Linked DNA regions of Mus musculus: region 2 is linked to region 1. Evidence: chromatin contacts called from public Micro-C data. All regions are on one chromosome and are shown on one strand. Each heading gives the region's core, a stretch centred on a gene start, on an enhancer-like site or on the middle of the called end of the contact. The rest is flanking DNA. Distances are from core to core; before and after follow the strand shown. Region 1 holds the start of 4930519K11Rik (RIKEN cDNA 4930519K11 gene). Region 2 overlaps Dlg5 (discs large MAGUK scaffold protein 5).

What was found. Hi-C and Micro-C count contacts between places; a contact is called where the count stands out from the background.
Region 2: a contact with region 1 is called in a Micro-C map of embryonic stem cells, with 1.8 times the contacts expected there. The contact joins the enhancer-like site here to the promoter of 4930519K11Rik in region 1. A contact is called at or near these places in 7 of 484 Hi-C or Micro-C datasets (the N1E-115 cell line, cortical neurons, embryonic fibroblasts and 1 more) and 1 of 115 datasets of contacts at active chromatin or transcription factors (embryonic stem cells).

Annotation. Positions count from the first base shown.
Region 1 is chr14:24,003,707-24,006,406 of GRCm38.p6, reverse strand. It overlaps 4930519K11Rik (RIKEN cDNA 4930519K11 gene), which reads right to left and starts at 1,416. Exons shown (of 3, transcript NR_131107.1): 1 at 1,270-1,416; 2 at 953-1,112; 3 at 570-726. Kcnma1 (potassium large conductance calcium-activated channel, subfamily M, alpha member 1) reads left to right here and starts at 2,202. Exons shown (of 28, transcript NM_001253364.1): 1 at 2,202-2,659. The coding sequence starts at 2,282.
Region 2 is chr14:24,132,711-24,135,410 of GRCm38.p6, reverse strand. Dlg5 (discs large MAGUK scaffold protein 5) reads left to right here. Exons shown (of 32, transcript NM_001163513.1): 32 at 1-1,458. Among named protein-coding and RNA genes, the nearest start is that of Gm52142, 14 kb to the right of the region's middle. Within about 2 kb of position 1,255, at least 8 of the 459 cell types and tissues checked have an H3K27ac peak or open chromatin away from gene starts, as enhancers often do. A contact at or near this core is called in embryonic stem cells, where this site is marked.

The sequences.
Region 1 (2,700 bases), core at 167-2,666:
TGATGCTGAAGGGGAGACTGAGGCAATTTCTGCTTCTAGAAAACACCATTTATTGCTCTCTTCTTTAGCACCCCCCTTTCTGTGTGTGTAAATGTGAGTGTGCCCCATAGCATGCACATGGACATGAGAGAATGGTTAACAGGAGTTAGCTTATTCCTTTGACTCTGTGAATTTCAGGGATCAGGCGCAGGGGGTCAGGTTTGGAGACAAGTACCTTTACCAGCAGAGCCATTTTGCTGGCCTTCTGTTGTGTACTATTTTATGGGGGAGGTGATTTTGACCTTAAGTCTTTTCTAATGGATATGTATACTGAGCCCAAGGAATGTACCAACCAATTTGAGACTCACATATTTTCAGTGTCTGCCAGGCTTGGCCTTCTTTGGCCCTCTGTATCCTAGGGCCAGGGTGTGGCTGACCAATGATTTAGGTCGAGACAGCTTGTTCAGGTAAGGAGGCTCCTTTGGGCCAGTTTACCATATGAAGAGTCTTGAAAGGAACCTGAGAATTCCAATTAGACTATAACTAATGAGCTGGAAACTTTGGGGAAATCACTGTGGGCAGTGAGGGGAGAGTGATCATCTTGGTTTTAATTAGCACAGGAAAAAGTTGTGGTCCAGCTGCCAGCCTGGAGAAGTGTCCAGAGGGAGGAAGTTTCTGTGTGCAACGATAGGGGGACTGGGGGTGGGGCGGGGGACAGGGGCTGCTGAACAATCCTGGACTCCTTCCCTTTAAAGGGGAGAAACGGGAGACCAGAAATGTAGAAAGGCAAGCCTGAATGCAGAGTACCCGTCATCCATTTGCCCTTCCCACACGAGTCTAAAGAACTAGGAAGCAGCCCTTTAAGAAACCTCCTTTTCTACCCAGTTTGTTCCACACCAACCACCAGGCTGCTGTCATCTTTGCTTAATAAGGAAACAACAAACAAACAAACAACAACAACCAACAAACCCACCTGCAGCTGTCAGAGGTCACAGACTACCAACAGACTTCCAGATGCCCCAGTTGTTCATCAGCAACTCACAACGTGGCATCTTGGAAACGAAAGAGTGAACTCTCTGTCAGCAGGTGTACTGTACTGGCTAGGGTCTTCCTTAGTCTCCAAGCCTTAGAATCTAGGGGCAATAAGTCCACTGAATCTAGCTGACAACCAGCCACTCCTCTCCCTATTAGGGGCCCCTTTGGGAAAACCGGCCTACCCCAGACACCTGGTGGTTTCCCCTTCTGGTACCCTGCTGAGCCTAGAGGGGCGCAACACCTGCAAAGTCCTACCTCTAGGCTGGTGGCGCTATACTCTACATCCTGGAAGATGGGGGGCCGCATGCCCCACCACTGCCAAATGACCTGCTGCCCCTACACAGCCCCAAGCCGAGGCGAGTTAGCCCGGTAAGCCTCCTCCCCTCCCGCTTCGGGCTGTTTGAGCCCGCGCCCGCTCCAGTTGCTGCAGCTGCCACTGCTGGCGGCTGCGGGGCGCGCGGGGCGCGCGCCGAAGAGGCTCGGGCTGCGAGAACGGGGACGAGGAGGAGCCCGAGGAGGCAAGGAGGAAGAAGCGAGCGGAGGCCGAGGAAGCTCAGGGTCACAGAGACCCGGCCCGAAGGGGTCCCGCAGAGCATCGGCTAGCTGGCCGCGGAGGCAGGGCAGACCGCCGCAACCAACCTGCCGCGGCCCCGCGAGCACAGGAGGCGGCGATCCAGGAGCGGAGCGCAGCCCCGGGGAGGAAGGGTGGCGCGGGCACGCCCGGTCGGGAGGGCGCGGATTCTCCGATCCTAAGGAGCTGTCGCCTCATCACCCGAGAGAGCTGTGCGGGGACGGGCGGGAGACCCCGGGCCCGGGCGCAGCGCACACGCGTGGCGCACGCCAGGCGGGCCGGGCGGCGCCGAGGGTACGCGGGATCGCGCTCACGGAGCTTCGGGAGGCACAGACCCCGGGCGCGGACCGCCCGCGGCGCCCCCTGGGCTCTCGGTGCTCCGCGCAGCCCCGGGGGCGATCGGGGCCGGGGTCGGGGAGTGGGAGCCACCCTCCCTCATCCCCTCCCCCCCCCGGGCCGGCCGGCAGCCCGGGGGAGGGCGGGCGGCGGCGCTTGGCTGTATATATCTCCGCACACCCTGCCAGGTCGCGCACAGCGCCCCGAGCCCAGGCGCCTCCCCGCCCCCCTCCCGGCGCTCCGCGGCGGCGGCGGCAGCGGCAGCAGTAGCAGCAACATGGCTGTTGATGGGTGTTCGGGGTGGCGCTGGCGGCGGGAGGAGCTCCCTCGAGCCCCTGCGCCTGCCGCCCATTGCTAGCTATGGCAAACGGTGGCGGCGGCGGCGGCGGCAGCAGCGGCGGCGGCGGCGGCGGCGGCGGAGGCAGCGGTCTTAGAATGAGCAGCAATATCCACGCGAACCATCTCAGCCTAGACGCGTCCTCCTCCTCCTCTTCCTCCTCCTCTTCTTCTTCTTCCTCCTCCTCTTCCTCCTCGTCCTCGGTCCACGAGCCCAAGATGGATGCGCTCATCATACCGGTGACCATGGAGGTGCCGTGCGACAGCCGGGGCCAACGCATGTGGTGGGCTTTCTTGGCCTCCTCCATGGTGACTTTCTTCGGGGGCCTCTTCATCATCTTGCTCTGGCGGACGCTCAAGTACCTGTGGACCGTTTGCTGCCACTGCGGGGGCAAGACGAAGGTAACGCGCGCCCCGGGCGCCCGCCCCTGCGCCATCCCAGC
Region 2 (2,700 bases), core at 6-2,505, 130 kb before region 1:
AAGATTTGGGCCCAGCTGGTGGACAGCACTACTCACATGTGCGCTTTAAAACAAAAAAAGCAGAAACACAAAAGACTTGACCATCCCATAGCCAGCCCAGCAGAGGTGCTGCTGTGCCCAGGACCTTCCTGATCACAAGTTTACAAGCCTTTTCTAAGTATCTGGTTGTCTATGTTTACTTGAATGGCTCCACATCGGTGCCCAGCCCCTGACCCCGCCCCGTTCCTCCCTGTTGGTTTGATGTTACTGTCTTGGGCAGGACAATTCTGGAATCTCATGCGGTAGGGGGATGCTTTGCTACAGGAGGTTCCTGTCAGTGGGACCAGAGCTTTGACAGACCTCCTGCTTCTTGGTGGCCCCTCCCCTGGAAGACATAACAACTGCAGGTGCTCAGACCACTGTTGGTACCAGAACCAGTGCCTTGGTGGGGCCATCTTGCCACGGCAGCACTCCCTCCCTGGAAAGGCAGCTTTGGCGTTCTTGCAGATTCACCTCTCGGCCTTTCTCCTGCCTCCTTGGCCTCTTGTTTCTTCCCCAGCTGCAGTTTATATTTAAGCATCACAGTTTAGTCAGTCCTTGACTTCCTCAGCAGGGGGCATGGGTGTGCCATTGCTTCCCCATAGGCTCTGAGATGCTAGGCAGGCAGCCTTTGTCAGTGCAAGGTTGCAAGGTAACCCTTACTCTGGCATTGATGTAGCAGCTCTTTCTGGCATAAAACTATTCATGTCACAGACTTTGAAATGAGAGCTTCTAGTGGGTACAATGGTCAGACTCATAAGAAGAAAACCTGGGAGCTTTTTCATCTTGATTACAACATTCTCAGCTTGATTCCACAAGGATATCCCCATTCTTTGTTAGGTTTTCTGTTTTTGTTTTTCAATCTATTTTTTATCCCCCACCCCCTCCCCTCACCGCACTTCTGATGCCCGACCTATCTGCTAAAGAGCGGATTCAGTCCCTTCTTCAATTGTGTGTCCTGTTAATAGGTACTGTACTGGGTTCCGTGTGTCACTGGGGTGGTACCTATATTTTAATACTGTTCCTAACATTTCATTTTACTAGCAAGAAATCTTTGATTTCATTTTATTCTTTGTAACTCTAGACATTAGATTGTAGTTTGGCTATTATCGACATTTTTTTTAAAAAAGGGATATATTTTCTTGCACAGCTGTTTAAGGGGCGAGAGAGAGACAGTTGCAGCCCTCAAGGCTGTTCTGTGCCTTACAGGCACGAATTTTCTAGCTCAGACAACTGAGGAAAAAAAACCGCAGACCACGCTCAAGGTCTTACTCTGCACAGTTACAGGACAGGGGCTATTTCCCTGGTCATAGGCCCTGTTCGGTGTTCAGCGAGGAGGCAGGTATGGATCTGACAGGTGGGACATGCTGGACTAAAATGTTACTTTGTATCGCAAACAAAACAGACTTCAGTTCAACAAATAAAGGTCAGTTTGTGTAATCCCTGTGTGTAGACCCTGGTGGAGGCAGCTCCTCCTCCTGCTCACCCTGTTTGTAGCGTCTTCTCTCTCCTGGCCTTTATCCCAGAACCAGGCCTCTGCAGCTCTGGGACTAGAAGCCTTGCGGAGCTGCTCTCCACTGGGACCCATGAGTGCCGGAGCCACCGTCCTCGGGCTGATGAACGAGGTTCACTGACAATGCGCAGTCTCTTACCTGATGCTCCCACCCACTTCTGCTGACTCCTCTTGTGCCCTGCCATCTGTCTGCCTAGTGGTGCACTGGGGGACCATTGAAGTGTGACCAGCCCCTCAGGTCCTCATGTTCAAGCCCCCATGTGTCAAGCTGTGCTATGAGAAGCAAGGAGGAAGGAATATTTGGGGGTTGGGGGGGGTGGGGAACTCGGAGTGTCCACATTTGGTGTGCTATATGAAGCTTCAGGTTGGAAATGTCCTACCTGGCTTGGGACCCTGTTGTAAAAAAAAAAAAAAAAAAAAAAAAAAAAAAAAACTCAGAGCATCACCTTGTGACACTCAGAGCCACAGGGCCCCAGAAGCAGCCTGCAGAGGAGGCAGGTCCCAGGTGCTGCATAACTGGGGGAGAGGCATAGCCTGTGGTTACAAGGAGGCAGGGCTCAGGCCTAGCGTACAACCTGCCTCTACTACTCATGTTTGTGTATATCATTCGTATGTGTGTGTATGCGTGCTGCATGTATTCACGAGCATGCTTGCCTGTGGGTGTGGATGTGAGGGTCAGAGGTCAGCATCCAGAGTCTTCTGTTATCATTCTCTCCTTATCTTTTTCCCCTTTGAGATAGAGCCTCTCATTGAACCTGGGGCTTACTGTTATGTCCACCTTTATAGCTCTGGGGTTATAGATTTACATTACCACCTCTGGCTCTTTTTTATTTTAAAGATTTATCTATTATTATATGTAAGTATACTGTTGCTGTCTTTAGACACACCAGAAGAGGGCATCAGATCTCATTATGGATGAGTTGTAAGCCACCATGTGGCTGCTGGGATTTCAACTCAGGACCTTCGGAAGAGCAGTCAGTACTCTTACTCGCTGAGCCCTCTCTCCAGCCCTATTTTTATTTTTTAACATGGATACTGGGATCTGAACTCTGGTTCTTATGCTTGCACAGCAAGCACTTTACCTGCTGAGCCATCTCCCCAGCTCTCCTCTGCCCCTTCTGTTTGTGGAGGCTCAGAGAGAATGTTCTGCTAAAGCCCCATGCCAGTGT